5 separate regions of the Mus musculus genome follow, and regions 1, 2, 3 and 5 are each linked to region 4. Evidence: chromatin contacts called from public HiCAR-type, HiChIP or PLAC-seq and promoter capture Hi-C data. All regions are on one chromosome and are shown on one strand. The core of a region is the stretch at or near the end of the contact, and the rest is flanking DNA. Distances in the headings are between cores, read along the strand shown.

The links. Promoter capture Hi-C pulls out the DNA fragments that hold promoters and counts their contacts. HiCAR-type assays count read pairs that join an accessible place to other places. HiChIP or PLAC-seq counts read pairs in DNA pulled down with a chosen protein or histone mark.
Region 1: a HiCAR-type map of astrocytes shows a contact between it and region 4, with 3 times the contacts expected there. The contact joins the promoter of Leprot here to the promoter of Atg4c in region 4. A contact is called at or near these places in 1 of 39 promoter capture datasets (pre-B cells) and 1 of 115 datasets of contacts at active chromatin or transcription factors (astrocytes).
Region 2: a contact with region 4 is called in an H3K4me3 HiChIP or PLAC-seq map of embryonic forebrain, with 6 times the contacts expected there. The contact joins the enhancer-like site here to the promoter of Atg4c in region 4. A contact is called at or near these places in 2 of 39 promoter capture datasets (hippocampal neurons and pre-B cells), 5 of 484 Hi-C or Micro-C datasets (B cells, cerebellum, cortical neurons and 2 more) and 3 of 115 datasets of contacts at active chromatin or transcription factors (astrocytes, embryonic forebrain and pro-B cells).
Region 3: a promoter capture Hi-C map of pre-B cells shows a contact between it and region 4, with 3 times the contacts expected there. The contact joins the promoter of E130102H24Rik here to the promoter of Atg4c in region 4. A contact is called at or near these places in 4 of 39 promoter capture datasets (the 3T3-L1 cell line, hippocampal neurons, liver and 1 more).
Region 5: a contact with region 4 is called in an H3K4me3 HiChIP or PLAC-seq map of pro-B cells, with 9 times the contacts expected there. The contact joins the promoter of Cyp2j6 here to the promoter of Atg4c in region 4. A contact is called at or near these places in 2 of 39 promoter capture datasets (liver and pre-B cells) and 1 of 115 datasets of contacts at active chromatin or transcription factors (pro-B cells).

Annotation. Positions count from the first base shown.
Region 1 is chr4:101,643,558-101,649,762 of GRCm38.p6, reverse strand. Leprot (leptin receptor overlapping transcript) reads right to left here and starts at 1,980. Exons shown (of 4, transcript NM_175036.4): 1 at 1,938-1,980. The coding sequence starts at 1,953.
Region 2 is chr4:96,696,125-96,701,762 of GRCm38.p6, reverse strand. No RefSeq gene overlaps it. Among named protein-coding and RNA genes, the nearest start is that of Cyp2j5, 35 kb to the right of the region's middle. Within about 2 kb of position 3,707, at least 47 of the 459 cell types and tissues checked have an H3K27ac peak or open chromatin away from gene starts, as enhancers often do. A contact at or near this core is called in cerebellum, cortical neurons, embryonic forebrain and 1 more, where this site is marked.
Region 3 is chr4:101,354,523-101,360,713 of GRCm38.p6, reverse strand. E130102H24Rik (RIKEN cDNA E130102H24 gene) reads left to right here and starts at 4,466. Exons shown (of 2, transcript NR_040708.1): 1 at 4,466-4,633. All of the region lies in intron 1 of 0610043K17Rik (RIKEN cDNA 0610043K17 gene), which reads right to left.
Region 4 is chr4:99,189,399-99,195,407 of GRCm38.p6, reverse strand. Atg4c (autophagy related 4C, cysteine peptidase) reads right to left here and starts at 1,474. Exons shown (of 11, transcript NM_175029.3): 1 at 956-1,474.
Region 5 is chr4:96,551,396-96,556,854 of GRCm38.p6, reverse strand. Cyp2j6 (cytochrome P450, family 2, subfamily j, polypeptide 6) reads left to right here and starts at 3,204. Exons shown (of 9, transcript NM_010008.4): 1 at 3,204-3,613. The coding sequence starts at 3,404.

The DNA.
Region 1 (6,205 bases), core at 731-3,230, 2.5 Mb before region 4:
GCTTCAATCCTCCCTACTCTGCCTCCAAGAGCCTGGGAAAATGAGAAGAATAAGATGTGTTCTGTCATGGCCTCTGCCCCAGTCATGAATATATCCTGGTCTTAACCCAAGCCTTACAGAGTCCTGTAAATTCAGCATAACTATCGCCTCTTCTATTCCCCCCATAGAGTGGTCATTCATATTAGCTTCACATCGAACTACTACAATCTGGGTGGCTCTGAACAAAGGGAATGAATTCTCTCGGTTCTGAAGTTAGGCTTCTAAAATTAAGGCGTCTCTGAAGAGAACAAACTTCCTTGCCCAGTGCTGCTATGTCTATACTACTGCTTGGCTTGCAGCTACGGCACTCCAGTTTCTCTTACTTTTTAAAAAATTACTTATTTACGTTTATCTATCTACTTGTAGCCATGCACCATACTGCGTGTGCAAGTGTGGAGGTCAGAGGATAACCTGTTCGAGTTGGTTCTCTCCTTCAACCAGGTAGGTCCCAGGGATCAAACGCAGGTCTTAAGGCTCGACAGCAAGTGCCTTTCCTACCAAGCCATCTTGGGGCCCTCTGCTTCAATCCTTACTTTGTGCTTTCCCCCTCCCCCCTTATCTGAAGGACATCACACAAGGCAACCTTAGATTGATAACATCTGCTAGTTGCAAACAAGGCCACACCCTCATTTGGCAGCAGGGAGTTACAACTTAAAACATATCTTTTGGAGCAACATGATTCCCTCCACTATATTATCTCTATGTTCTCAACTGTCAGAGCACACATCATTTTCTTACACAGCAATATAATTATTTTCGGCAATCAACTCAGTCCAAACTTCTCACTTATCTTTTATCCCAAGTCTCCAGCATAGTTTCTCAATAACAGTTGAATTATGGGCAAAGTTTTACTTCCTTGTGCTCTTGTCTACTTCATAGCCTTTGTTCCTTTTCACTACATAGGCCCATAAATTACTGTTGCTACTTTGTACTTTCTGTCCAGGACTGAACACTCTGTAGTAGTGAGACACAATTTTACATGCTTTCTACACTGTCTTCAAATGGATACGTCATACAGTGGACATTGCCCAAGTAAACCATGTTTACTTTGATTTGAAATACAAAAGTCCCCCCAAAATGGTTAGCTATGTCTGTTACTAGTTGTGCACAGATAATGTACAGTGCATCCACATGAGTATACACTGTATCCATCTTACAGATGTTGGTGAGTGGGAAGGTCTTTGTGGATAGTTTTCAAAGAAAGGAAGTCCAACACAGAGATAAATTAAGTCTTCTCTGTGCGGATGACCAGAAATCCAAATACCAGGAAGCCTTCCAGTAACTTTGTCCCCACCCAACGCCCAAAGCTCTGCATTCACACAGATCAGGGTGATAATCTTTCGGTACCCTCCTTTCATCACCATTCAAGAACACAAACAGCACATACTGCTCTGTTCACAGACCAGTAAACACTCAAGAAAAGTCTTGTTAAAATCCCATCTAATTGCAGCCCCAAGGTTGCGTCGAATAGGGTATTTCTGGTTACTTTCCAAAGTGCCACACGCCCGAAATTATTCTGCCCAGCGAGAAAAACCGTAAGGGAACAACAGGACCAAGTTTCCAACACACATCCTGGACACAAAGGCTCCTCTGTAAGCCACAGGAAACTGCGGCGGGGCAGGAAGGTGAGGATGTGGGACCCTGATGTGACCTACGGAGAACTGAAAAGCCCAGGGGACCACTGTGGAACGTACAGCCCACGGGAGAAGCCCCCGCCTGGGAACTGACGGGCGTGGGCGTGGGCGCGAGCGTTTATAGGCTCCGCAAAACACCTCTGCCGCGCATTCGGGAGGCCGCGGTCTGCAGGAACTCGCACACCCGCACACAGGCTGCTCGCCATGCAGCCTGGAGCCAGGAGCGACCCCACCCACTAGCCGCGGGCGAGGGTCGCAGTGTACCTTTAACGCCCGCCATGTCTCTGGAGCTGGGGCTGTCGCTGCTTCCGGCTTTCTCCAAAAGCCGCCCACACCCAGACTAGCCAGGGCCGGCGCGCGAATCCAAAGCCCGGCCCGCCCCCTGACGGTATTGACTTCCTACCCAACCAACGGAGCCCCGCCCCTTCATTAGGCCCCGCCCCTGATTTTAGACTCCGCCCCATCCCGTGGCTTCCCGCCCCCAGAAGCCCAATCCCACCATCCATGCAGAACCTGATTCCTACTGGTTTAGAATTCTGCCAATTACAACCTCACACCCAATTATGCCAGATTCTGCCCTACAGGCACTCAGTATTTCCTATACTGGTTCTGATCCCTGCCACTCTGAGCTCCTCCTCTGCCGGGCCCGGTTCCGCTCGGCCCACAGTTCCGCCACTCTGGCACATAATCCTGCCTCCAGCTCATGGAGACCCTCCCCCAACGCCTTCCTCCACTTCGCGGACTCCGCCCCCAGTTGGCTGAGCTCAGTCCCTGCCAGCACGGATCCCAATCCGCCATGCAGAACTCCACCCCATTGGACTGATCCCGCCTCCGCCACTCATAGCTCGGACTCTACTGGTCCTACTTCCTGCCACTCAGAACTTCATTCCAGTAGTCTCCCAGTTTGTTCAGCACCGCCCCGCTGGCCGGGAACTCCGCTCCTAGTCTCAGCCCCCTCCCACTTTGATTACTTCAGAATAACTCCTTTATTTTAACTCTTCGGGGGATCCTGGATTCTGAGACATCTCAGCCCTGTTTCTCAATCTGGGGTCCATCCCTTCCTCACTGTCGTGACTTGGGGCCCAGGCTCTGCCTCAGGAGATTCTAGATGCTCACCATCACCCTGGCTGGCTGTTAGGAAACTTGCCTGAAAGGACTGGTGGAAAAAGTGGGGCACGGGATAAGGATGGGGAGAGGTTACCTTCCAGGACGACTCTTCCTGTGTGCCTGTGTGGTTTGTTTTGAGAGTGTGTGGCTGATATAGTAGAGATCGGGAGTGAGTGACAGCACCAGAAATCAGGATTAGAGATATCCCTATGTAAGATCTTTGACTTTTGTATAGATTTGCTTGCTTTGTAGCAAACTACATTAACATTTTGTGTAAACTACCGCGTCCGTCTATCCCCCTCATTCATTACAAACTCTGTGGGTCCGGATTTCTTTAGGTCCTTAAATAAACGCAGGCCTGCAAGTAACTAAGGCCAATTTTCACTCCTCCAGATCCATCTTATTCTTACCTTCTTCAGTGGAATCTTCCTTCATCTTAGAAACCATCCAGTAGTCCAAGTCCTCTACAGAAAGCAGTTCAGAAAGAATAGGAACTGAACCAAACAGCTCTTTAGACAAGGTTAGAAAGTCAAAACCCACGAAGTTCTAAACTTAAAAGGAAAATATGTATATACACATATATATGTATATACATATATATATGCTTAATCTGCTAAGAACCTAGTATACAATCAGTGATTCTGAGAGGCACATTTGCATAACTTACCACAATAGAGCAATTGTTCTCCTTTAGACTGTTAATACTATTGTAACCATTACAACAAGTTAAGCCATTGTACCATTGAGAGTGTGTACAGGATGAAGCTTGTACACAGGGTCTGCAGTGTCAGGCATGTGCCAGCATCATGGACAACGTACCTGGTGAAAATGGGGGATTATGGTGCCTATAAAAGCACTCAGAAAATTGCTCTGCCAGACCTGTGTTTTTAACTTCTCCTTTATAAGCACTGAGATCTGTTAGTGAGGAGGTAGGTTTTTCCCACCTTAAATAAAGAGATTATGTGATGTAAACCGTCCCACTCTCCTTCCACCCTCAACCACACTGTTTGTTTCTCTCCGACTGCTTTCTGCCAACAACAACTGGACTGAGTACTTTACCTGAGAAAGTGGACTTTTCCTGTGCCAGATGTTGCACCAAAAACCATCCTACTCACCAATTCCACATTTCCACAAGAAGAAAAGCCACTGGAACCTGCATCTCCCTCCGACCAGCCCCCTCCTATGTTACTCAGCTGTTTAACCTGGGCCACTGTCTGACTGCCTGTGACTAGAGTAGAGTCCTTAAGATGAATCTTAGGGTTTCCTCCTTGAGTTCAAGTATCAAAGGCTACGAACTAGATTTTATTATCACCACTTTACAGTCGGTGCAAGGTTTGTATATGCTTGGCCCAGTGAGTGACCCTATTACGAGGTGTGGCCTTGTTGGAGTAGTTGTGTCACCATGGGGGCTTAAGACCCTCACCCTAGCTGCTTGGAAGTCAGTCTTCCACTAGCTGCCTTCAGATGAAGGAGTTGAACCCTCAGCTCTGCCTGCACCACGCCTGCCTGGATGCTCCCATGTTGCTGCCTTGATGATAACGGACTGAACCTCTGAACCTGTAAGCCAGCCCCAATTAAATGTTGTCTATATAAGACTTGCCTTGGTCACGGTGACTGTTCACAGCAGTAAAACCCTAACTAAGACAGTTGGTAAAACTCAAGCTCAAATAGTGACACGGAACAGGAAAGCTGAGACCAAGTCTTGAAACACTAATGCAATTAATCAGTTGCTTTCTTCTCATAGTAGATCTTATGCCCAGAGGAGGCAGGGGTTGACAGTGAGGAGAAACAACAGTAAAACCTTATCTTAAGAGAGTTCAAAGCAATTCATTGATTTCATATTAATATACATATTTACTAGTGTCTCATCTATAGCATATACCAAGGGTTGATTATATTAACTCTGGGAACAAAAAAGGGGTGATCCCTTTACCATTCATAAAGTTTCATGGCCAATACAACTATAGCAAAAGGCAGGTTACAACATAAAAAAATCATAGCAAATTTATTTGATCATAGTTTGAAATGACACAGAAGCCTGCAGGCTGAAGAAGACTCAAGAAGTCTGTGTGTACTGTGCAATCTTATGTTTAGGTTTGATGAAGCATTGGCAGCCACACAGAAAGATTATGGGCCAGAAAGAGACTGGCCGAACAGTAATGGACTAAGAGAGGAATCCAAAGGGTCTGTCTATTCATTCTTCTTGGTTGCTCTGTGCAGCGCTCCCTCCAGATATGGCACAAGACCCTTCCCTGGAAAAGAGACCTTGTGATCTACAGAGAATGAGAGAGGACTTCAGGTGGCCAACTCTTATGGCAAAAGGGAGGAGATTGGGAGTGATTTTCGTTTTTACATCTGGCTTTGGGGAAAAGGTGTGGTTTCAATGACCTGCCTTGGCAAAGATGAATTCTAGTCTCTATGATCTGCCTAGAAAAGAATGAGAGATACAAGAAAAGAAGAAGGGAGATAGGAGAAATTTGGGTTCTGGAATCTGTAGTTTGTAGTCATTTTCTGAGCCCTGATATAGCAAATATTAGTAAGTTTATAATAAATAGTATCACCTCCCCCTAGTCCACAGAAAATACCCTTCTCAAACTCCAGATCTTACAGCGCCACACATGTAAGGGCACAACAAGGTCACACATCTGCCCCAGAGGAGGCTCTAAGGTCACAGTGCATCCTAAACAGAATTGTGCTATGACACTAACAGAAACAAGCATCTGTCATTTTCTACACCCAGATCTCACCCCGTCCCAAGGAGACTGGTAGAAGTGTCAAGGAATAAGGTGTTCCCAGCAGACTTTCCTATTCCTGGAGCCGTTTCTGAACCTGAGGGCTCCATGTATTTCCAGCTCAAAAACCATCAGTGTGGCACCTAGTCTTATTTATCATTAGCAGTACTGATAGTTATTGGCTAGTATCTGTGAGGTAATACTTTACACACATGGTGCCTCATAAGACCTGTAAGGAATCTATTTTACAAATGATAAAATCACGACTCAGAGTTTAAAGTATTTGTCAATATAACAGATATTAAGTAGGAAAAAAATCAGTATTCATAGCTACTCTTTTAGTTTCAAACCAACATATATCACCATTCCACAAACTTTATGGCTTATTTTTAGAATAGTTAAAAAAAAAAAAAAAACTCTTGATTTGACCTGCATTTTATAAGCTGGTGTTTTCATCATGGAAAATGTCTTGAACTAGGATAACATCCTCTGAAATTCAACTTTTGTGCTGACTTCTTACCCAATGTGGTCTCACCAGTAGCACTAGTACTGACCTGAGCTGCCAGACCAGAGGTTCTCAACCTGTGGGTTGTGGCTCCCACAGATATTTCATATCAGATATTTATATCACAGCTCATAAAAGTAGCAAAATTACGGCTACACAGTAGCAATGAAATAATTTTATGGTTAGAG
Region 2 (5,638 bases), core at 2,458-4,957, 2.5 Mb after region 4:
AATCTGATAAGATATACTTACAGCGCACTACTGACATTATCTGATTAGCAGTGCTATATCACATGATAAAGAAATAAAGGAAAGAAAAACAAACATCTGTTTAATGTATGTGTATAAATGCACAAACATGTTCTTAACAGAATAAGATGGAAGCACTCATGGTAATTATAGTCTATATTTCTGCAACTAGGTACATGGTCTTGCCTGGTGTTGACAACTGCCTTTGTCTATTATCTAGTCCATATTTCCTTAACTCTCAGCAAAACCCTCAGTATTTGCTGGTTCTTCACTCAAAAGAGTGGCCCCAGTCTTCATTGCTAAAGTATTTCAGCAATGTATCATTGTTTCAGGATTAAGTTGTAGTGTCCAGCTGATCTTGACCACAGGACGCTTAGCTCCATGATATACCCTAAAGAACCTCCCGTATTCTTGAAGCACTCCTCTTCCTCGCGTCCATTATGCAGAAGCAGGATAATTTCCCCAAAATAATCTGCATCAATTATCCCTTCTAATACTGTCAATTCTTTCTTAGCCTGTTGAATCAAAATTACAAAGATCCCAAAGTGGCCAGAGGAAGTCTGAGCTTCCAGTTCAATAAAATGTCTGTTGCAACCTCCTGGCAGAAGTATCACCTCTCATGGAAATAAAACTTCAGTACAAAAAAAAAAAAAAACCATAGAACAGGAAGCAATGTTTTTCTCTTTTTCTTTTTTCCTTTTTTTTTTTTTTTTTTTTTTTTTTTTTTTTGGTTTTTTTCGAGACAGGGTTTCTCTGTATAGCCCTTGCTCTTCTGGAACTCACTTTGTAGATCAGGCTGGCCTTGAACTCAGAAATCCGACTGCCTCTGCCTCCCGAGTGCTGGGATTAAAGATGTGTGCCACAACACGTGGCAAGGAAGCAATGTTTTTCTAATGGGTCTAGGAATAGTAGAGAGCAATACCGTTCTCATTTTTCCTCCCTGAAATCCTGGTCACAGAAAGAAAAAGAAAACAAACAAACAAACTCCACAATACCACATATTAGATGTTGATCAGAGTCCCATAAAACCTTTTAGATAACCCCCCACCCAAATGAGCCTTTGAAGGCATTACCACCTAATTGTCCCTGTAAGTGTGTCTTTAGAAGGCCATTCCACTGTTGTATCAAGCCAGCTACTTCACGGAGGTGGTAGGAGGACATGGTAAGATCAGCAGATTCCTTAAAGGTGAGCTCATTGCCACACTTCTTTGGCTGTGATGTAAGTCCCTAAATCAGAAGTGAGACCCTCATCCAGAAATGGGATCTCATTATGGTAAGTAAGGCATTCTGTAAGTCCATGGATGGTTTTGGAAAAAGCATTATTTGAAAGAAAGACAAAGTAATAACCAGAATATTATCCTACTAAGAACAAGTAATGCATTTTATGTGATGGAACTAACTGGTACAATGTATCCAACATAGCACTAGGTTCCTTGCTTGGCCTTCTTCTACGTAAGGATGGATTTCTGTTGTGCACTCTCAACATTATGACATGGAGGGTCAGATAATACCCATCTCTTGATGGAAGCCCAGGTAACTGGATAACTTGATGATCTCATGCCGAACATTTGGTTTCCACAGAAGACCCAAAAATCAAATCAAGACCTGTCTCACAAAGGGGGAGTGGTTGTCTGCAGATTACAGTAGAGCCATACTCCAGAATTTCAAAGGGCCTCCATTATGATTTACACATTCAAATCACAAGGCTCATTGTGTGTGTGATGGAGGAAGAGGGATGGTATGCAACAAACCCAAACTCTTCAAACGGTATCCCCACCTGCCACCAACAGATACCAGGTGTCTTCTGGATCATATGACTCAAGTGGTGGAGCAACCTATACTGGATTCTGTGCCTATTAAAAAGCCTTTTTCTGTTTTGGGCCTCACTCAATACCCAGCAGTTTTCCAAGCCATTTTGTCTTTAGGATAGAGAAACATACGCACATGAGGAACATACACCTTCTAAATCCAAAGAGGCCTTTGTGCTTCCTTTATGCTGACAGAAGAGGTTGAATGTATCTGTCAGCATAGAAGGGATATCTCTACACACCTCCGAGATGATCCCAAATGCTGGATATAGAACTGCAGAACTTAGTGTTTTCCCTGCTAGGTTTTGGTCTTGCTTTGGCTCTACCTTTCATTACTGTGTCCCATTCCTTCCTATGGAGTGGGAATCTATACTCTGCTAATGTATGTTGGAAGTATGCAATTCTTAAAAAATAAATGGCAGAGGAAGTCACAGTTGAGAGACTGCCTTGGGTTTTTGATGAAACTTTGGATGTTTGAACAGTGCTGGGATTTTCCTGGGACTATAGGGACCTTTGACATTGGACTGAAGAAGTTTCAGGGATGGACCTTCTACACTTGATCTTAGCCAAAAGGCCGAGAAGCGATAGGGATGGACCTTCTGATTTGAATGTGAAATGTCCTCTATAGGCTCATGTTTCATATATTTGACCCTCAGCTGATGATGCTGTTAAAGAAAAAGGACGAAGAGCATTGCCACAGAAAGTGAGCCATTGGACTGGGACTTAAGACTGGCCCCATTTTCCTGCTCACTCTATCCTAAGCCTGAGTGCAATGAGACTATAGCTATCCTGTTCCTGCCACCAAACCTACTACCATGCCTCTCTGTCATGATTGGCTATATTCTTCTTGGACTGCAAGCAAAAGTGAGCCCTTCCTCCTTGAAGTTGCTTCTGTCAGGGTATTTTGTCAGAGCAATGAGAAAGCAATTAGCACGAGGTGTTGGGGAAGCAGAAGCAAGAAGTGGGCACACATGTTTGGGAGGGTATGCCAAAGAAACTGCGTAATGATCAAGAAGCGTCTTCACTGGCAGATGAGATTGGAAAACCTAGAGGTGGATGAGAGAAGGACTGCAGATTTCTAGGAGAAGCTGGGGAATAGAAAATGGTTCTGTGCATACAGATAACTAGCCTGTGTACAGGGAGGGGGTGCGTCCATGGCCACCACTTGGTGTTGCTACCGGTTATACAGCGTTTCGCAAGAAACTCGATCCTGATGGTAATGAATGAAAGTTTAATTTGGTGTCATTTCCCCCTTTAAATTAAAGTCAAGTGTTTTATTTATTTATTTATTTATTTATTTATTTATTTATTTATTTATTTATTGCTCTTGTTGTTTTTACAGATATCATAGTTCCTGACCTCAAGAAACTACCATTCTACCCAGAGAGAAGTCAAGCAAGCTACAACACAGCAGTAAATTCCACGAAGAAAGCAAGCAGTTTCAGCGATTCAGATATAACCAAGACACACAGAGGATTGAGTTGAGAATTGGGGTCTGCATGGGTGTTGCTCAGCAGACAAAGGAACCTCGTCTTGAGCTGTAGGAACAGCTGTGCCAAGCCCAGACGGGAGACAGACCAGACACAGCTTGTTTGGGAGGCTGCAGGTGTTAAGTACTGCAGAAGACAAGCGAGCAGGTGGGAATTGATAACATGGAAAGCCAGGGGCCTACCAGAGGTCAGCTGATGATGAGACTGTGCAGTGTTAAAGCAAGGATGTGTGGTAGGGTGCCCTGGCCCTGAGCAGGCATGGGCTGGCTTCCCACTGCAGTCAGCAAATCAATTACGCCCTCCACCGACTTTCGCCTTGTGTATTTAGAATGCATGGTGCTCCCCTGCCAAACATCTGCTCTCGCTATTAAGCATGCCATGGTAACCATTGCACTCTGTGCGTCAGCGCCACCAGGATTGGTAATAATCACAAGTGTCAAAACCGAGAAAGAATGGGGAAGGAAAGCTGTGCAAAAATCCAGCGGCAAGATGATTGGACTGGAGCACCAGTCTGCAGCTCGCCAGCTGCGCCTTCTGCTGCCCTGCTGGGGGCAGGGGAGCTGATATGGCCCTGGCCTCCTTTTGCCCCTTCTGTTGATCTCTCTGCCTGTATTATTCATTCATCCACTGCTTTCCCCGACATTGGAAAATATGCCCAGCCTTGCCAGCGCAACATATGTGCCCCTGCGCCATTGTGTATGATGAATAAACCCGCCAAAAGCTCACCAGACCTAGGGGCCTCTGGGTGAAGACCTAGCATTGACACAGACAGGCAGTGGCGTGTCCTGGCTTGGGGCCACAGGAAGACACAAACCAGGCTTGGGCTTTCAGCCTGCCTACCTCAGAGTCTGGAGACTTTGGCAAATCTCTTAGGCTCTCTGAGCACTGCTTTAGCCCCCTTTGCAAAGCAGGAGTAGGAACACTTATCAATTACAGATTCTTGGGTGCATAGAGCCAGCCACCTTTAATGGGAGTCCACCATAGGTCTTCAGGGTCAGTTATACATTTTTATTTTTTAGTTGTGCTCTCGAAAATAGAGATAAGTAAAATTGCTTGGCACTATGCTGAACACTTTATTTAAATTATTGGGTCGCCATAGCCATCCTCAGGAGACACTGTTGAGACTGCTTCATGCAAAGACTGAGTTTAGGAGACAGTTAAAGGTTAGTTTACTGGCTTGTCGAGCCCTAAGGTGGTGTCATTAGCAGGCCATGGGTGAGCTGGAAACAGTCTTAGCCCAGCTTGCTGCTTCAGCTACGCTGCTGGCTCTCTTTCCTTGTTCTTCTCTATTGAGAAGAGAATACTGTTTATAGGCTCCAGTTCAGCCGCAGGAAACATAAAATGAAGCTAGTTCCTCTTCCAAACAAAAGCCCTTCGGAAAGGCAGCGCCATCTCCCACTTCCCCAAATCTGTCTTCACTCTGACCAACCAGTGCCAGATCCCTGGGTAGGTGTCCCCTCCTCCAATTATTTCCCACCGATCCACTCCCTCCAGCTTGGTGAATGCCTCTTTTAAAATGGGCTCAAACCCGTGCTGTGGGATTCCTAAGTGGGAGTTATGGTTTCCCTTTCAGCGAGTCAGCACATTTAGACTCTCATAGATAGACAGGCTGTCAGGGTTCCTGCCACCATCTGGAGCATGCCCCTTTGGAAGGCTTCAGAGCATCCCTGAGCAAGTTTCTTGCGAGGCTCGGTAACGTGGGTTCCAGCGCCCTCAAGTGGACATAGAGGGAAATCTATGAAAAGGACTGAATCACTTAGAGAACTAGAGAGAACTCTCATTGATCTCATTAACAAAGCAAGATGACCAAAAACAGCAGGCTTCACAACAGAGCTTCTGCTTGGAACTCTTTCCAGCTTGGTGTGAGATGGGTGATCACACCATGCAGAGGTCCCGAAGCAAGCAGGAACTTACAGACCACCGCTGCTATTTCTTGTGCCAACCAATAAATATGCCACCCGACCCTGCCCCAGCCTGCTATGGAATCCTCACTGACAGCTTACTTCAGCTTCAGCATTCTTCCAGCTTCGCTAAGGATGTAAGACCCAGGTTCAAGATTCCAAGCAGTGAGATGCTTCCTATCACCTTGGCCTCAGAAAGTCCAGAAACTGAATCAGTGAACAACCAGATGCAAGCAAGAAAAGATTTATTCGAAGCAGTACCTGCAGCTCCATGGCAGAAAGTCACCTGGGGTTGGAGAAATTCACAAATGGATACATATGTTTGACCTAACATTCCTGCTTAGGCAAACATGGTCAGGAAGTAGTTTGTTTATTTGTTTGTTTATGTTTTGTTTGTTTTAGCTCACCGGGATTCTTTGGG
Region 3 (6,191 bases), core at 3,217-5,716, 2.2 Mb before region 4:
CCAATATGTGTATTATTAACTTGCTAGATTTCCCAATAGACAAAGCCTAGTGTCTTATCCATTACTGAATTCCTCCTGGTGGATAATGAATAAACACTTGTTTAATAAAGTACAACTGGAGTGTGAGTTCTTCCAGAGCAAAGTCCTTATCTTCATCGTTCGTGTTTCTTAGCACCTGACTCAGGGCTGGGAACAAGTTCCTTAGAAAATGATTCTTGATTAAAGTGTTTTAATTAATTAACAACTAAAAGGGCTTCCTATTAACTACGTTTCTCCAAGAGCTCGTCAACGACACAACTGGGATGCTTCTCACAGGGTGAAAGGAACCTGCTGAGAAACTGCTTTTTTTTTTTTTAAACCACAGAAGCACGCCAATTCGATTGAGTTTCTTCATTGGTGTGAGAAGGCAACTTTTCACTCTTCAGAGAGGGAAGCTCTTTGCATGTGTTCTGACTGGGCTTTGCTACAGTGTGGATGGTGATAGTTCTAGATCTTAATTATATCTTAGGTCGATACCACAAAGCAGCAGCAGTGGTCTGCTGCTCCTTTTGTCCGGCCCACCTGTCTGTCTGGTCGTTTATACATCTTTTCAAGGTTACAATTGAAGGTCTTGAGTGCAGAACCTATTCTGGATTATTTTATGTCACAGAACCTTTCACTAATAGGAACGGTATTGAATTTCCTTGGTTCGCTTCATTTTCTACTGCAATATAGCCCCAGGTAGCCTAGAACTTGAGCTCCTCCTGCCTCTGCCTTTCCAAGTGCTGGGATTATAGCACGAGCTACTCCTGGGATAGCCACTCTCCAGTGAACATGTTGTTCCAAATATCACGCTTAGTGTTTTCCGTGTCTTTTACTAAACTTTAATCCTAAGGTGCTATGCTCATCATATGGGTAAAGAAGTGAAAAGCAGCCGGGCGTGGTGGCACATGCCTTTAATCCCAGCACTCGGGAGGCAGAAGCAGGCGGATTTCTGAGTTTAAGGCCAGCCTGGTCTACAAAGTGAGTTCCAGGACTAAGGCCAGCCTGGTCTACAAAGTGAGTTCCAGGACAGCCAGGGCTATACAGAGAAACCCTGTCTCGAAAAACGAAAAAAAAAAAGAAAAGAAAAGAGAGAGAGAGAGAGAAATGAAAAGCACAACTGAGAAGTAGTTTGCTTAGGTAGACACTGTTACACTGTTAGGATCATCAGAACTAAGCTCAGAACTGACTTGTGGTGCTTTGAAAGAGAAATGTCCTCCATGCTCTCAGACATTTAACCGCCTGATCTCCTGCTGGTGGTGCTGTTTGGGAAGGTTCTGGTAGGGCAGCCTTGCTGGAGGAAGTATGTCACTGGAGGCAAGCTTTGAGATTAGAAGCCGCCTACCTCATCCAGTTTGCTCTCTCTGCTTGGTGCTTGCTGTCAAGGATGTGAGCTATCAGCTTCCTGCATCTGCTGCCATATCTGCTTATTGCTATGCCTCCCCACCAGGATGCAGTCATGTCTCTCTGGAACCACAATCCCCCCCCCCCTTCCTTCTATAGGTTGCCTTGGGGATGGTATTTTATTACAGCAACGTAAAAGTAACTAACGCACGACAGCAAAAACCATGCCCTCACTTGGACATGGGTTTTATTTATAGGGATTATCATTTTTCAAGATATATATTTCTCAGGTATAAATTTGACAACTAGCAGAAGATTATTGGGACTCCTGAATGCATTTAATCAGCAGCTATGTAGTAATCTTGAAGACCAAAATTTGACCTTGAAAACGTGTGAGTGCTCATGTATTGATGGCAAGAGACGTGGGTGTTTTTCCTATAATTACACTCTTGGAGTTCGCATCAATTTCTTTTTCTCTTCAGCTTTACAGTTAAAGGAACAGATGATTTAGTTATATAATTAGGCTTCTTCCCACCTCAATGAAAGCTTATGGTGTTATAGCTAAGTTATGACCATTCTTGTGGTTATCGAGAGTAGCACATGGGGCCTCTAGCTATTATCTGTCCTATTCATAGATACAGATATACGCAGCTATGCAACAGAATCTCCCAGGTCCATATATATATAACATGGACATATAAATATGGACATGCATCTTTTCAACAGCCCTTTTTGGCCTGCTACTAGCACTGGGAGCTAATTCATAGGGTCCCAGACCTAGAGGTTCTGAGTTAGGGTGCAGATCAGGGACACTGTTCCCTAGCATACATTAGGCCCTGGGTTCAGTTCCTACTCCCCTCTAAGGAAAACATAGAACCTATGATTTGATTCCTAACTCAACAAGATTAAATCGCAGTTCAGACTTCAAGCATTTGTAGTCTAGTCCATGAAAGCAAAAGAGCAGGAGTCGGCATAACTAATTTATTTATTTGAATTTGAGAGAATTCAAAGAAGAGGAGCCAAATATAGAAAGAAAGAAAGAAAAAAAAAGATGGGGGAAAGCAGTTAGTTTAAAAAGTTGAGAGAACAAAGTATGTTTTACTTGGATGTGCAACCAAAGAAGCCTGCCAAGAATGGTCAGCAAAAGGTGTAAGAGCCATGAAACGACTTCTGTCCAACCTTTACCGGAAACACGCAAGGAATTTCCTAGACTGGTCAGGATTGGATTGTGGGAAAGGTCTCCTTCAAGCCTCCCTTGGCTTTTATGGCAAGAAAACAGTGTTGACTACAGAGAGCTGTGGTTCTCAAAGCTTGTCCCCACTAGCGGAAAAGCCAGTCATTGTCCCGAATCCCGACGTTGAAAGGCACCATGAAATAAATATTACGAAGACACAGGAGAGCTTTCAACTCTGTGAGCAGGACAGAAACACTTCACAGCACACATGTTGCCTTGTTCAATGACAAGGATGCTCCCCAGAAGAAGAGGAAAAGAAGCTGTGTTCACACACATATTTGAGTCAACACTCAAGAAAGGTGCCGGAAGAGGTCATGAACCCCCGCAGCAGTCCTGTGGGGTTAGCAGTTCTGAGTTATCCATCTTTAAGTTCTAGGCACAGGAATGTTACAAAACGGAACTACAGCTGCACGGTGCTAGGCTCTACTTTACCCCCTCAGCTGTCTCTCGGTCCAAACAAACTGGGGTCTAACACGGTATTTAGCTTAGACCTACCCTGTGTCTCTCACCTGTAAGTGGTAGCGCCCTAGTCAACGCTAAGGTCCACTTCTGCTTTCAATCATACGAGAGGCACGCAGAAGAGAAACAAAAGTGAAAGCTCTTGAAGGAACACACACAAGTAACCGAAAGCACCAAACTCTGTCACTGAGACCTGGCAGAGTTCCAGACATTTATCCTTTCAGCAACCGTGAACTCTGGGCACCTATCACGTCCTGTGAATGTGAATTAACACGGTAGAACACGAATCGGCCCAAAGCTCTGCAGCAGTCTTCTCAACCCTTCCTAGCACTGAACCTTTTATTTAAATTTCTACCTCAATAAATCCAGCCACGATGCACGCCCTCGCCCAACCAAACCAAACCAAACCAAAAAGCCCGCAACGCCACAAACCATCCCTAAGCTGTGCGTCCAGCTTTAGGAAAAGAGAAAAGGAAGCAGAAAGAAAATCTGAACTGGTCTGATTCCCCCTGCCCTCGCCATGTGGGGGTCCTCGGAGCGAACTGTTTTACAACTTAGAAAATGCAGCGGTCTTCCGATTCTGTTATTTGAATGGACCACTGAGCCACTGGAGCCAGGCAAGGGCAGGCAGCCGGGTACCCAGCAGAAGGATGGAGCACAAGGCCCGCACAACCAGGATCCGCGGACCCTGATGATGGGAGGATGCTTGGAGCACCCCAGCCTCCGGCTCCTGGGCACGGAGAGACCGGCGCGCACGCGCGCACACGCACCACGTCCTTCGCCTGGAGTTGTGTCTCGTCTCCCTTTTGTTTTTCTCCCTTCCCGGTCATGAGACCCGGAAGTTTTTTTTTTTTTTTTTTTTCCTTCAATCCTGTCTCTCTCCCTTTTCCACCCCCCCCCCCCCTTCCCCAATCTATCACATGGCAAAGCTAGAATAAAAACAGAAAAATGGCGACGGTCACGTTGTGGCGAGCCTTGCTGCGTCATTAGATAATCCTCATGCAAATAGCGGGATGAACAAAGAAAGGGGGGCTCGGGACCCCCGAGGGCGCAGGTGGGTGCGGGGTGCGCGCGGCCGCGGGGGCGGCGTCCGTGTGCGCGCTCCGGGTGCTGCGCTCTCGGCCCCGGGCTGGCGGCGCGCCCTGGCCGGCCCGCGGGGCGCAGAGAGCGGCTGTGCGGCGCGCGCACGGCGCTCGCACCCGGGCCGGCCCCGTATCCCGGAGCCCGGAGACGACGGCGGGGGCGGAGGCTGCTGTTGGACGCCTTTGGGCGCTCGGCGCCAGCTCCGGTAGGCGGCGGACCGCGCGGGGCGGCAGCTCGGGGCCAGGCCCGGAGCTGTGGCGCACTCGCTTTTCCCCCCACCCCCGCCCGGTGGCTGGGCGCTGGCGCGGTTCCCTCGCCGTCCCGCGGCCGCTGGAAATAGAGCCGGGATGTTGTTTACATGACGGATCCGGCGGGAGGAGTCTGCGAGGAGGAGGCGGAGAGAGGAAGAGCGGAGTCCCCGCGGCGGCGGTGGCGGGCCGGGGTGCGGGCGAGCGCCGCGCGGTCCCCGAAGCCTGGACACGGGAGCCTAGGGTAGGCAGGCGGGGGCGCGGGCTGCGGGAAGGCTGTCAGAGTGGGCTTTGCGGTACCTAGCCTGTCACGCAGACTCTTGGGGGGCAGGGGGAAGGAAAATGGAGAGAGGTTGGGAGAACCTCTGTTTCCCCTTACGTTTGGGAACGCCCCCCCTCTTATCCCCCACTCTTTCCCGCTTCTCCCTGGACTCACCTGTTTGTTTCCACCGCTCAGGGCTCTGGGTTTTTGTTTGTTTGCTTGTTTGTTTTAAACGTGCGCCAGAGGGGCTGGGCTTATTACTATTATTTGCGAAATTATTGGGAAGGCGAGAGGGTGTTGCTGTAATCGATCCTAGTCCAGGTCGGTTTTCAGGAGGGGGAGGGGACTTGGCGAAGACCCCGGCTCCTGGCCGCAGCTGACCCCGGGGCTCCTCCCCGCCTTCCCGGTGAGGAATCCTTTCCCTTGCCCCGCGAAGCCAGCTGCCACCTTCCTGGAGAAAGACCACACCTATGCTTCTTCCCGCTTTGGAGGCGAGGTGAGCTAAGAAGCCAGACAGTGCCCTGCCCACCAGAGCTTGGCCAGACCTCGACACCCCAGAATTGGTAAAAGGCGCTTCTTTTCACCTGCTGATAGCGTTGGTACGTCAGCCCTCTCTAGTCCCCAGAAGTTGCAATTCACAGTTTACGTTAAAATTTGTCTCTTTCTTCACCCTTCTTCCCACCGGCAATGAACTGTTGAGTTTAAGTTGAAAAAGAGAGGTGTCTCCCGCCCTGCCCCTAGTGAGGGTTTTTTTTTTTTTTAATTCCACAGTAGGTCTTCCACTCAGACCTGCACTTCTCCGGTCTCCTCTATCTCCCACTAAACTTAGCCCAGAGCCAGGCCTAAGCTTTTATTCCCTGTGGGCCGCACCCTGGCCCCTTGCCTTTCTACCGAGCCAAATGCTTCTCAAAGCAGAAGGCACACCCAGCCCCAAGTCTCTTCCAAGAGGGAGGGAAGAAGAAAGGATTTGGGGGGGGGTGTCCTCAAGTTCCGGTTTCCAAAACCCCCGTAGCATTCTCCTCCCGGAGCCTCCTGAATTCTTCCTAACAGCTGTTTTCTGCAGTGCCTTTTGCTCCTCCTGGCCTTATATTGGAGAGAGTGGATGGGGAGAGATAGCCACCCCCACCCCTTTCCTAGAACTAGGCAATTTTTTTCTCTGTCTTTTCATTTATTATGTTTGGAATATAAAATATGCAAGTGTGATTGCCTGTTATTAGAGTTGATTTTCTTCCTGGCTAGTGACTAACTGGGACTCCAGAGGGAAGGAGAGGTGAGGGATGGTGAGAGGGGGATCGTTCACCACCTATGTGTCCTGGGAATTGCCAGAAGAGACCCTTCTGAAAAAAGGCACTTCTCCCTTCCATGACATCACCACTAAGCCCTTCCAACTTTAGCTTCAGAACAGGAAGAAGGCTCAAAATAGAACTAACTACCTTAGGAATCCAGTTCCTTCACGAGATCAACTTTGAAATCAGCGGCTGGGGGAACAAAGTGAGCTGTGACCCAGCGTGAAAGGGAAGAGAAAGCTATAGTGTTAGTA
Region 4 (6,009 bases), core at 225-2,724:
CATGATGAACAGACATATGTGTAGAAAAACACCCACATAACAAAATATTCTTTTTAAAATATATGTGCATCCCCTTTTATAGAAAAAGCATCAATTAAGGGGGCCTCTAAACTCATTTTACTAATGTAGACAATCCCTCACATTGCCCAGTTTTTAACTTCAGTTCTCAAATTCTTATGGCAGGTGAACCAGTTAATTAGCTTCAGACACTAGACTAATTAGAACTCTTCCCTAGTTGGAAAAATAAAAGCTTTATCATTTGAAACTCCGAAAATACATTTCAAAACCTTTCCAATCCCTCTGGGCACTTCCAAAGACTCATAATCTAATTAAAAGCCACAAGCAGCAGGCAGGAAAGATCACTCCTTTGTGTCTATCTGCTATCAACTGACACAAAATCAATTCCAAACTCCCAAGGGAATGTAAGGTCAGAAAAGGTAAACAAACAGAAGGAAATCTTCACCTAAGTAATTCAAAGATTAAAAAGCTATAAAATAATACAGTCTTAGCCCCGAGGTCGCAATGAACCTCGTGTGGAAAAGTAATCAATAAAGATAACAAAAATATACGACAAAAACCCTAAGAAAATAAACTCAAGCAGAGTTATGCTGAGCTGACCCAGTGATGTCGGGTCATCGCACGGAAGATTGTAGTCTGAGTTTCCAACTTCAATAACCCTCAGATGTGGGTGGGCATGTGAGAATGAGCAAAAGCCGGTCTATGAAGTCAGCGTTATTAGCACAGCCAGGGTATATAATGCTACAGATTGCGGTTTCAAACAACGAAAGGGGCAACGGGGCTACAGACGGACAGATTGAGATCTAACATTTCCCACACATACACTCTTTTTGTTTTAAATGAAGAGAAACAAGGAAGAGTCAATGGGATACGGCGGCTAGGGAGAAAACCTTTCCTGGTCAAGAAGGGTAGAACAGCCGGCCACTGGAAGGCTTACAGTTCAAAGGGCGAGGAGGAGTCGTCAGAAGATAACCCTCAGGAGGAAGCAGAATCGAGAGAGGCTCCAAAACCCTCCAGGAACCCAGACGGTTGGCCACGGGTCTGCACCAAGGGCAGGGCCGCCCCCAGAACCGGCCATTCGTAGACTACAAACACCAAGCTCCAACCTTCTCCACTCCGCCAGCCTCGAGCCGACCCCTCGGCGACACGGGACTGGATAACTGTACAGCCGCGCAGGAGTCCCCACACCAGACGCGCGTCGGCTCCAGCAGCCGCTCCGAACAGCGCGTACGCACCGCAGGACGTGCGGCCCGCGGCCCCGCGCGGCCACCGTAGCACAGCACACCGAAGCCTCCGCAGGCCGCGGTCCTGCAGGAAGCCCTGTCGGAGACCCTAAGCTCCCGGGCTGCAAGCTCAGAGCCTAGAGCAGTTCATTTGTGAGGGGCAGGCCCAAGTTAGATTTACAGCTGTCCCTCGTAACTGTAACTACTGGACTTCAGCTACTACCCGCCACGCACGGTGAGCGTCTGCGGTTTCGGGACTACAAGATCCAGCATGCACAGAGCTCTGGGTCCTTAAAACCAAGCCCACTTGGATTAAAAGACTAACAGTCTGTCTACTCCAAGGCAAGCTGTGGTATGGGGTATTGATTACATCCTGGTGGAGCATTCAGTTTTCACATTCAGATTCATGTTAAGAATTACAGTACAGGACCTGCCTTTAAAAAAAAAATCGGGAGAGATATACTAAATGATGTCAACATGTAATTCTACTAATATATTGTTTTCAGTAACGCAGACTGTTGGAGCAATACATAAGAAATAAGAGCAGAAACTACAAGGGGGAAAAAAATCAACAATCTCTGCTACCAGACAGTTAAACAGTTAAACATCGAGAGAATGAACGCCTTCTGGAATACAAAATATGTTCTTTGAATTTTAACTGTTTCACGATTAGAATTGAGTGGCGTTTTATTTGAAGATAGGGACTTGCAATACAGCCAGACTGACCCAGAACTCATTATCTTCTCTCAATCCCCTAGTGTTGGAATAAGAGATCTGTGCTAGGACGCTGGGAAAGTTATTTCATGTTAGTCTCATGAAAACAGTTGCCTAGAATTAATTACTAGAGCAATTTATTCACCAGTCACATGGGCCGGACAGGGGTATAACAAGACAACAAGAGGGTCATTTATTAGCATAGATAACAAGGTATCTGCTCCTTTGTCTGCTTGGATAGTTTGTTTCATATTTTGAAATGCAGAACACTTTCTGATGACTTGGAGAGGAGATAGCACAGATCTCACAAGCTGTCCTTCTCATAACTTCTATAAGGACTTGTATGAGGGTTCTCTAAGAAGCAGAACTGATAAGAGGAGTGTATATTAGACTTGCTTACAGGATGTGGTCCAGGTAGTTCAACAATGGCTGTCTCACACTGAAAAGGCCAAGACTCTGGTAATTGGTCCATGAGGCTACAGGTCTCAGAAATCCCATTCTGGCACTTGGATCCTGGAAGATTCCTGGAGCACTGTCTTCATTTCAATTCCAAAGAAATTGGATTTAGTACTGGCAGCAACTGGACAAATAAACTTGCCAGCAAAGGTGGGGCAAATGGATGTAGAACAGTTTCCTTCCTTTTTTTTATTTGGACTGCTACCAAAAAAATGTGGTCTAAATTTAGAGTGGGTCTTTCTTCTTCAAATAATCTGATTAAGAAAACTCCTCACTACAGTACCCAGCAGCTTTGGTCTGAATTAATTCTAGATGTAGTCAAACTGACCACCGAGATTTACCATCACACATGTGCTACCAGAATGGCTGTATTTTAATTTTTTGTCATACTATATTAACAAACCATGAGAACCGAGGCTTGGATTTATATGCTAACTATAGAAAAGTATGGTATATTATATGTATACCACAAGCAGAGGCTTTCTGCAGATTTATGGTAAAACAAACTTTTTAATTGGTTAGAAAAGGAAACGGTAATGCCTTACATTTTTACAGTCTCACAAGGGAGTCACAGAGGGACTTTCTATTCTCTAACACTGGCAAGGAATCCACTACCATATAAACCCCTTTCCGACTCCAGTGTGCTAAATTATGCAGTACAAGCAAGTAAATATTTAAAATCTATGATCATGGAAAAGAGTCTGCTGCTTTTCATACTCATGCACCAAACTGGAATTGCAGTGGGAGAGAACATTTCCAGTAGTGACTGGGTGGGAATGCTGATGAACTATAGTTAGGGGGAATGGGATTCACTGGTGTTTGTGGTAAATAAACACTAAGTTACAGTGATATTAAGGAAGCTTTTGAAATATGCTTCATTTCTGGTAGACATGGTTCTAAAGCAGTTTTAATGTTCAATTGTGTAAAGGAAGAGGGGTTTAAAAGTACATAATTTATGTAACAGACTGCTTTTTAGAGATTCTTAGAGCTGCAGCTCCCAGCAGTAGTCTTGCCTGTAAATGTGTCTTTGTCTACTTCAGCCACTTGCCATATACATAAGAGTCAAAACTGGACAGACTGCTCATTTCAACAGATTAGGGACAAAGCACTTATTAGCTGTTCCTGGAGCAGGGGTAGAGTTGATAATTAGGAGATAATTAGGAGAAATGTCAAGGGGAAAGGGCAGAGAAGAGAGCTTCCGCTTTTACAAAGTTAAAAAAAGTGTATATAAACTTGACTGCGCAATCAAACATTTGTTAAATTGTAACCCTTTATTAGCTGATCTACCTTCTAAAAGGCAAGAACTGCCTTTTGAACCTTTCTGTCCCTCAGGTCCTAAACACTGTATTTTGTACAAACCAAAAAATTCTCAAGAGTTTCTTTGTGTGCACAACCATGCGAGAGGCTCCACAGCATCCTTCTCATTAATACTGTTAACTCTTGTTAATGTGCAGGTTTTAGTGTTGTTTTGTTTAGGGACAGGGTTTCTTGTAGCACAGGATAATCTCTGCCTGAGTATTTCATTGAAGGGGCAGTATGACCAAGGCAACTCTTATGAAAGATTTAGTTAGGGCTGGCTTACAATCTCAGAGGTTCAGACCATTATCATCATGGCCAGCAGCATAGCAGCATACCTGCAGACATGGTGCTACTGGAGAAGGAGCTGAGAATTCTGCATCTTGATCTGAAGGCAGACAGAAGAGGACTCTTCTTCTGCAAGCAGCCAGGAGGAGGGTCTCTGTTGTGGATTGCTCTTTGTATTTTCTACTCCCTCAAGAGGAGTAGATTACATACTGAGGTAATTCCAGGTGAAATCTTAATTGGTCAAATAAAAACTAGAGCCTCTGGTTGGGCAGTGGAAGGAAAAAGCAGAGCTAAAAGTTTTAGAGAAGGGAGAGAAGGAGGAAGAAGAGAGGATGAGACTGAGGACGGAGGAAGAAGGAGGAGGAAGAAGAGGTTGAAGATGGAGCAGACCCATATGGCCGGGAGGAGCTGAAAGTAGCTAGGGATTTCATAGCTGGACAAAAGTGTAGTGTAGGGTACATTTGTCCAATCTAGGCATGCAACTTGTATTCATATTACGTTGTGTGTACTTTGCATGGGCATATTAGGCTTGGAGATTTACTGATATAAATCTGGCTGATATAAATATAAGTCTCTAGTGTTTTCCTTCTATGGGGCTAGAGGGAGCTGAGTGGGACGGAGTGTTGTTGGCTTCCGCAGGCCATCCAGGGGGTTGGCCTGAGGAACACAACCAGCTAGCTCTAGGCATTTTCAGGAAAAACTGGTTTTGGTCAGCTTAGCAAGCCAGCTGCAGGAATCCGGGCCAGATGACTGCTTAGGGCTAGCCATGAAATGGCTGAAAGCGATGTGGTTGGCCCCTAGCTGAAGTTATCTTGGTTTTTTAAAACTAGATGCTACAGGTCTCTTCTGCACTGGGCTGAGATTCAGTGCTTCCCATGGGCCAAGCATATTCAAACCACCACAGTGTCCAACTCATAGAGTAGCAGAGAATGACCTTGCACTCCTGATCCTCCTGCCTCTAAATCCCAAGTGCTTTTAATGTACTTGGAATTCATTTCATTTGAGCTATATACCTAGACACCTACTTGTTTTTTAATTACTTATTATATAGGTCTTGTGGGTTCCTCAGGCCTTGAACTTACTCTGTAGCCCTGGCAGGCTAGCTGCTTGCCATCTGCCTGCCTCAGCCACCCCGAGTATCAGATTACAGGCCTATGTTACCAGGTCCAACTTTAACTTAGCGTTAGTTTTGAGAAATGTTGTTCCTTTGGTTTGTTTGTTATTTGTTTGAGGCAGGATCTTATTGTGTAGCCCTGGTTGATCTGATACTCACAGAAATCTACCTGTCTCTGCCTCCTAAATGCTTGGATGAAAGGTGTGTGCCACCACACCTGGCTAATATAGGTCATTTCTAATGTTCACGGCTTTCTTCTCGTTAGTAATCCAAGGTATATAATAAAATAATGATTCTAACCAGAATATTTTATTAATCAAAATGCCACATTTGATAACCATAAAGGAACAATTTACTGGAGCTAGGATTGCTCAATTGGTAAAGTACCCACCATGCAATCATGGAGACCTGAATTCAGTCCCCAGCATACACATAAAAGCCAAAATGGCAGTGCATGTCTACTCCTGTGCTGGAGCAGTGAGGGGAAGATGGGTAGCTCCCAGGAGCACACAGGCCAGCAACCCTTGCTGAATTAATGAGCTCAGCGAGAGCTTTTGGCCTCTAAATAAATAAATAAATAAATAAATAAGGTGTTAAAAAGTTAACCTCTGGCTTCCACACGCATGCATACCCATGCATACACACCCATATGAATACATTCGAGAACGCAAACACAAAAAATACTCCAACGTCTGCAAAATACACATTTTTCCCAGCAGATATGAAATAAATCACATTTTAAGCCTTAGCAAATATTCAAAAATCAATCAGTTTCTTGTATTTATCAGATTATATCTGCATTAAACTAGAAATCATGCAAACACATGGAGATTGAACAAATCGCTTCTGAATGCTTGGTGGGTCACTGGACAAATCACTGAAAGCAATGAGAAATTCTTA
Region 5 (5,459 bases), core at 1,955-4,454, 2.6 Mb after region 4:
AGAGAGAACACGCTAGACACAGGTGAAGACAGAAGGAGGTAGAGAATAAGTAAATAGAAGACTAAAACAGATTGCTAGACGTACTATGAGGACAAGCAGAGCAATTTAGGAGAAGCTGAGAGAAGCCAGATTGAATATGCCAGCATGGAAAGAAGTTTTGAGCCAGAACAACTGAGTTGTTCAGCCAGCAAGAAACAAGAACACAGAAAAGATTCTATGCCTAGATTAGATTGTGTAGAGACTAGAAGCTTCCAGGACTAGGTCTAGGTTAGCAGACTGAGGCAGTAAGCTGATGAGACAACAATTACATCAGGGGAAGAAAAGTTATACTTACATTGAGCACATAAATACATAAATAAATTAAATTGATAGATAGATAGATAGATAGATAGATAGATAGATACATACATACATACATACATACATACATACATACATACATTCATACATTGTAGGGAAATTTAATCTAAACACACAGTTACTCTGGCAAGGGATTCCATCCAAAGAACTTCTAGGGTGTGTGATCTGGCTGGAATGACACATCTTTATTCTGGCTAGAATACAAACAATGAAGGTAAAGTTAGTTTGTAGGAGGAAGCAGTCAAGTTTGAAAATAACTCCTAATTGAGGGTCAGACAAGTAATGAGTCAGAGAAAGATTTGACAGAATGAGTCGGAGAAAGGTTACACCCAATTCTTATAAGAACAGCCAGGAAAGAGAGGCCACTTTAGAGCCTAAGAGAGCAATGCGTGCACACGTATTCACACATACACACACACACACACACACACACACACACACACACACACACACACATAGAGGGGGGGAGGGTGAGGGAGAGACAGAATGGAAGAATGGAAGAATGGGAGAATGGAAGAATGGGAGAATGGGAAAATGAGAGAATGGGAGAATAGGAGAATGGAAGAATGGGAGAATGGGAGAATGGGAGAATGTGGGGAGGGGGCAAGCAGCAGTAACATTAAAACATTGCCATAGTTAGTATGAGGCCAATCAGAGAAATTCAGCCAGAGCCATTTTCAGTCAGTCATTTAGAAAGGAGCTTGGGCCAGAACAGCTGAGGTGAAACAGCCAGGCAGAGTTTAGAAGCAGTGAGGAGTCTAGAGTAACATTCTGGGAAGCCCAATATACCTTATTATTGATGGTCGTATATTTGATAAGCAATTTATATTCCTTACAAGAGATTTTAGTGCAGTTACATTTCCAACAAATGTAGTAACATACTAAGACGTTTGGTATACTTTTTGGAGAGAAGAGGTATTTCTTCATTTCTCCCCATAAGGGTGACATACAACACTCAGGTGATTAAACCCAGTAACTGGTATGTGAGGCTTAGCACTAGTCTCACGGACATTCCTGACTTAAAAATTATATGAAAAATTATTTAAGAATATTATGTTGCCAAAAGTTAGGTTCTGTACATACTTGAAGACACTTATTGCCACATAAATAGCAATAAGCATATGCTTGAAAAAAGATGTTGAATATTTCCTTATTTAAAAATGTGTTTGTAAACACCCAAATTTATGTATCATACTTACAAAGTGCCTCACCACTTAAGCTTCCAGCTTCTCTATTCCTTTCAACAAAATTTAGCTGTATGAAGACAGTGTGGTACTTGATGCAAAATGCATTGCAAACCAATTTTCTGAGAAGATATATTTTTTCTGAGTTAGATAAAATGAATGAATTCTGTCATTTACTGTGATTTTACATGCCTGTTTGTTTATAAATATAGGAGGAATTTCCCAAGCAAAAATAAAAGAAAACATTACAACAAAAAGAATGAGGTAGAAAGTGTGAATTTGTTCAGCAGTAAGCCTGCAAGATGACAATTAAATCTGGCAAACAAGTTACTTTTATGCCAGGCTGTGGTGGCACATGCCTTTAATCCCAGCACTTGGGAGGCAGAGGCAGGCAGATTTCTAAGTTCGAGGCCAGCCTGGTCAACAGAGTGAGTTCCAGGACAGCCAGGGTACACAGAGAAACCCTGTCTTGAAAAAACAAACAAACAAACAAACAAACAAACAAACAGTTACTTTTACAATAAATAGCCCTGTTATAGGTCTCTAAGTTAAGTCCCCAGAACCACAATAATAAAAATAGTAATAACAATGATCAGGACAAAAGTGTTTTTCCAACAAGTGTTCATTAAACATTCCTGGGCGCACGAAGCACAGCTCTGTTAAAACAAAGTGATCTGTTGCAAGGAGGTGACGATGTTGCCTGCCACTCTGTTACTAGGATTAGCTTGGTTTCTCAGGTACATTGCAGTCACTGGGAAAGTTTGCTTATAGAACAGGCTCCCAGATGTCCGTGATGCTTTCTGGGGTTCATGCAAATCACAAACCTTACCACCACAATTGTCTCCTCAGAGGGAAAGACTTATTGACTGAAAAACAATCTATCTTAGACTGCCTTTTAGTATTACTATTAGTGTTGTTGTTGTTGCTGCTGCTGCTGCTGCTGCTGCTGCTGCTGCTGCTGCTGCTGCTGCTGCTGGAGTTTTTTGTGACAGTGTCTCACTAAGTAGTTCTACCTGTCCTGAAACTCATTATGTAAACCAGGTTGGCCTTGAACTAACAGAGATTTGCATCCCTCTGCCTACAGAGTGCTGGGATTAAAGGTGTGTGCCACCACTCCCTGCTCAATTATTATTTTAAATTTTTATTACAATATAATTACACCCTTTCACCCTCTTCCCTTTCTTCCCTCCAATCCTGCCCTTGTCTCCCCACTTACTTCCTCTCAAATTGATGGCCTCTTTAATTGATTATATATACATATATATCACATGAATATAAATGTATATGGGTTCAGGGCTGGACACTTAGTATTGAAAAACAGAAGGCTCCTGTCTGGGGAAGACTAAATCTCCCTTTCAGTAGCCTTTAGTTGCCTGTAATAATTTTTCTAGGGTGGGGACCCCTTGAGATTTCCTGGTTTCACTTTTTACTATCTACTGGTGCCTTTTAAAACTGTATTTTCTACATGTTCTTGTGGGAACTCAGTGCCAAGGACCTAGCCACTATAGAAGCAGTCTGGGCATCTGCAGGGCAGAGCAAAGCATGGCAGGGCATGGGAGGGAAGTTTGGGAAGGAATGGGTAAAAGCTCTAAGGGGCGGAGAGAAGAGCTCTGTGCACGTGATCAGGGGTTCTCCTGTTCTCCGGTTCCAGCAGATTGGAAACTACTCTCAGAAGCTTTGTCACTTCCTGCGAGAGCCCAGCTCCAGGGAGGAAACCAGAGGAGCAAAGGGGAGTGGACAGAAAGGGATAGGGAGGGACTGAGGGGACCGGTTTTAGAAGGGTGCCCTTGTTGTTAGCACCTGGGACTTGCCGCAGCTCAGACCTTCATTCCTCAGACGAACCAGCTGCAGTCCTAGCCATGCTCGCTGCTACCGGCTCCTTGTTAGCCACGATCTGGGCAGCGCTCCATCCCAGGACTCTGTTGGTGGCTGCAGTCACCTTCCTGCTTCTGGCTGATTACTTCAAAAACCGGCGCCCCAAGAACTATCCCCCAGGGCCTTGGGGTCTGCCTTTCGTGGGCAACATATTCCAGTTGGACTTTGGGCAGCCCCACCTCTCAATCCAGCCGGTAGGAAGGGGTGCGGGTGTCTTGCTTTGTCTGTCCTGACTTAATCCTGAGCTACAGGAACAGGGGACTTACTGAGACTAGAACAGAAGACCAGGTTCAAAGACTGGTGATCACAACCTGATATCCAGAACTCAGAACCTGTGTGAGTCCTCCTTTAAGATATAAGCTGTTCGATTTTCAAATAGTTGGAGATTTTTATTTACTCTTGTATGAAGGGCTTTGCTCTCATTGTTATTCTGTTAGGGTCAGAGAACTCCCTGTATGTGATTTTAAGTCTTTAAACCATGGCATATTAACGGAATGATAATAAATCTAGATAAATAATCCCTTTCAATTTCAGAAATGGGTACAGAAGTGGTACCTCATCTTAGTTTGTTAAAGCGCTTGTAAAGAAAACAAAATGTGTTTTTCTCTTGATTGGAGTTTTCTACAAGTAATCAGTTTTCTTATTGATCTTTGTTTGTCCTGTAAGTCCTTGCTGAATGTTCACCTACTAACTTTTTCAACCCCTGGGAAAGGTGTCTCCAGCTCCACAGGAAGTCTGCATGTTTTTCCACTCCATTCTGGAAGCTCTCCTGCTTGAATTGGAAAGACTGTTATGTGCACATAGTGTGCATGAAAGACTGAAATAGTGTCCTTTCGGTATATGACCATCTTCCCACATAATATTTCTCTTTATCTATAGTTATTTTCTCTGCTTAGATAGTTAATACTCCAGCCATGTTTGATTATCCCTGTCACTTCCCACTACTAGTGATGTCTGACTCTTTCTGATTGTTACTATTTAAAGGCATACACCCATATTTTTTTCATATTTACTTTAACCTATTTATTTTTCTCTTTTTCCTTCCCTGTGTGTTTTTTGGACACTTTCTGAGTAGTTGCATTTTTATACCCATTCAGTCTTTCTTTTTCTTTCTCTTTTATTGGATATTTTCTTTATTTACATTTCAAATGTTACCCCCTTTCCAGGTTTACTCTCCAGAAACCTCCTATCTTATCCCCCTCCCCCTGCCTCTATGAAGGTGCTCCCCCAACCACCTACTCACTCCTGCATTCCAGCCTTGGCATTCCCCTACAATGGGGCATTGAACACCCTCAAGACCAAGGGTCGATCCTCCCATTGATATCCAACAAGGCCATCTTCTGCCACCTATGCAGCAGGAGCCATGGGTAGCTCCATGTGTATTTTTTGCTTGGTGGTCCAGTTCCTGGGAGCTTCAGGACAATTAGCTGGTTGATGCTATTGCTCCCCGCATGAGGTTCCAAACCTCCTCAGCTCCTTCAGTCTTTCTTAAATCTCTTTTATCATTCTTCCAGCCACAGCTCTGTGCTATGCAATAGGCAGGGGAAGCTGATGAGATTTTGCTATCACCATTTTCCACAGGAAACAAAGTGACCACAAGCATAGAAGATCTCTGTCTCCCCTCTATGCTACTGCTGTCTCAGATGTTGTCTTCACACACACTGAGAACCACATTAGACTCTAACTTGCTCTTCAGTGTCCTGTGCAGCTGGAACTCAAAGGCATAAAAGCCTGTTGTCTCTGGCCCTTACTCATCCTCCAGTAGCTCTGTCTTTCTTCTGACCACACTGTCTTTCTCCCGAGTGTATAACGCTAGATGACTCTCTGTTGCACTTATGTTTCTAATGTCCCCCCCCCCCACTTCATTCTCACCTTTCTAGTTTCTCCAGAAGTACTAAGCTAATTTCTCTCTGCTTTCGATAGATTTCTCTGGGATTGTAGCTTTCCTGCTCATATTGGTGGTTTTGCTTCACTTGAGGCTTTGCACTGTTGGGTTCTTCATGGCACATTTGTGGTTTGTTATACTAGGAAGTTTCTATA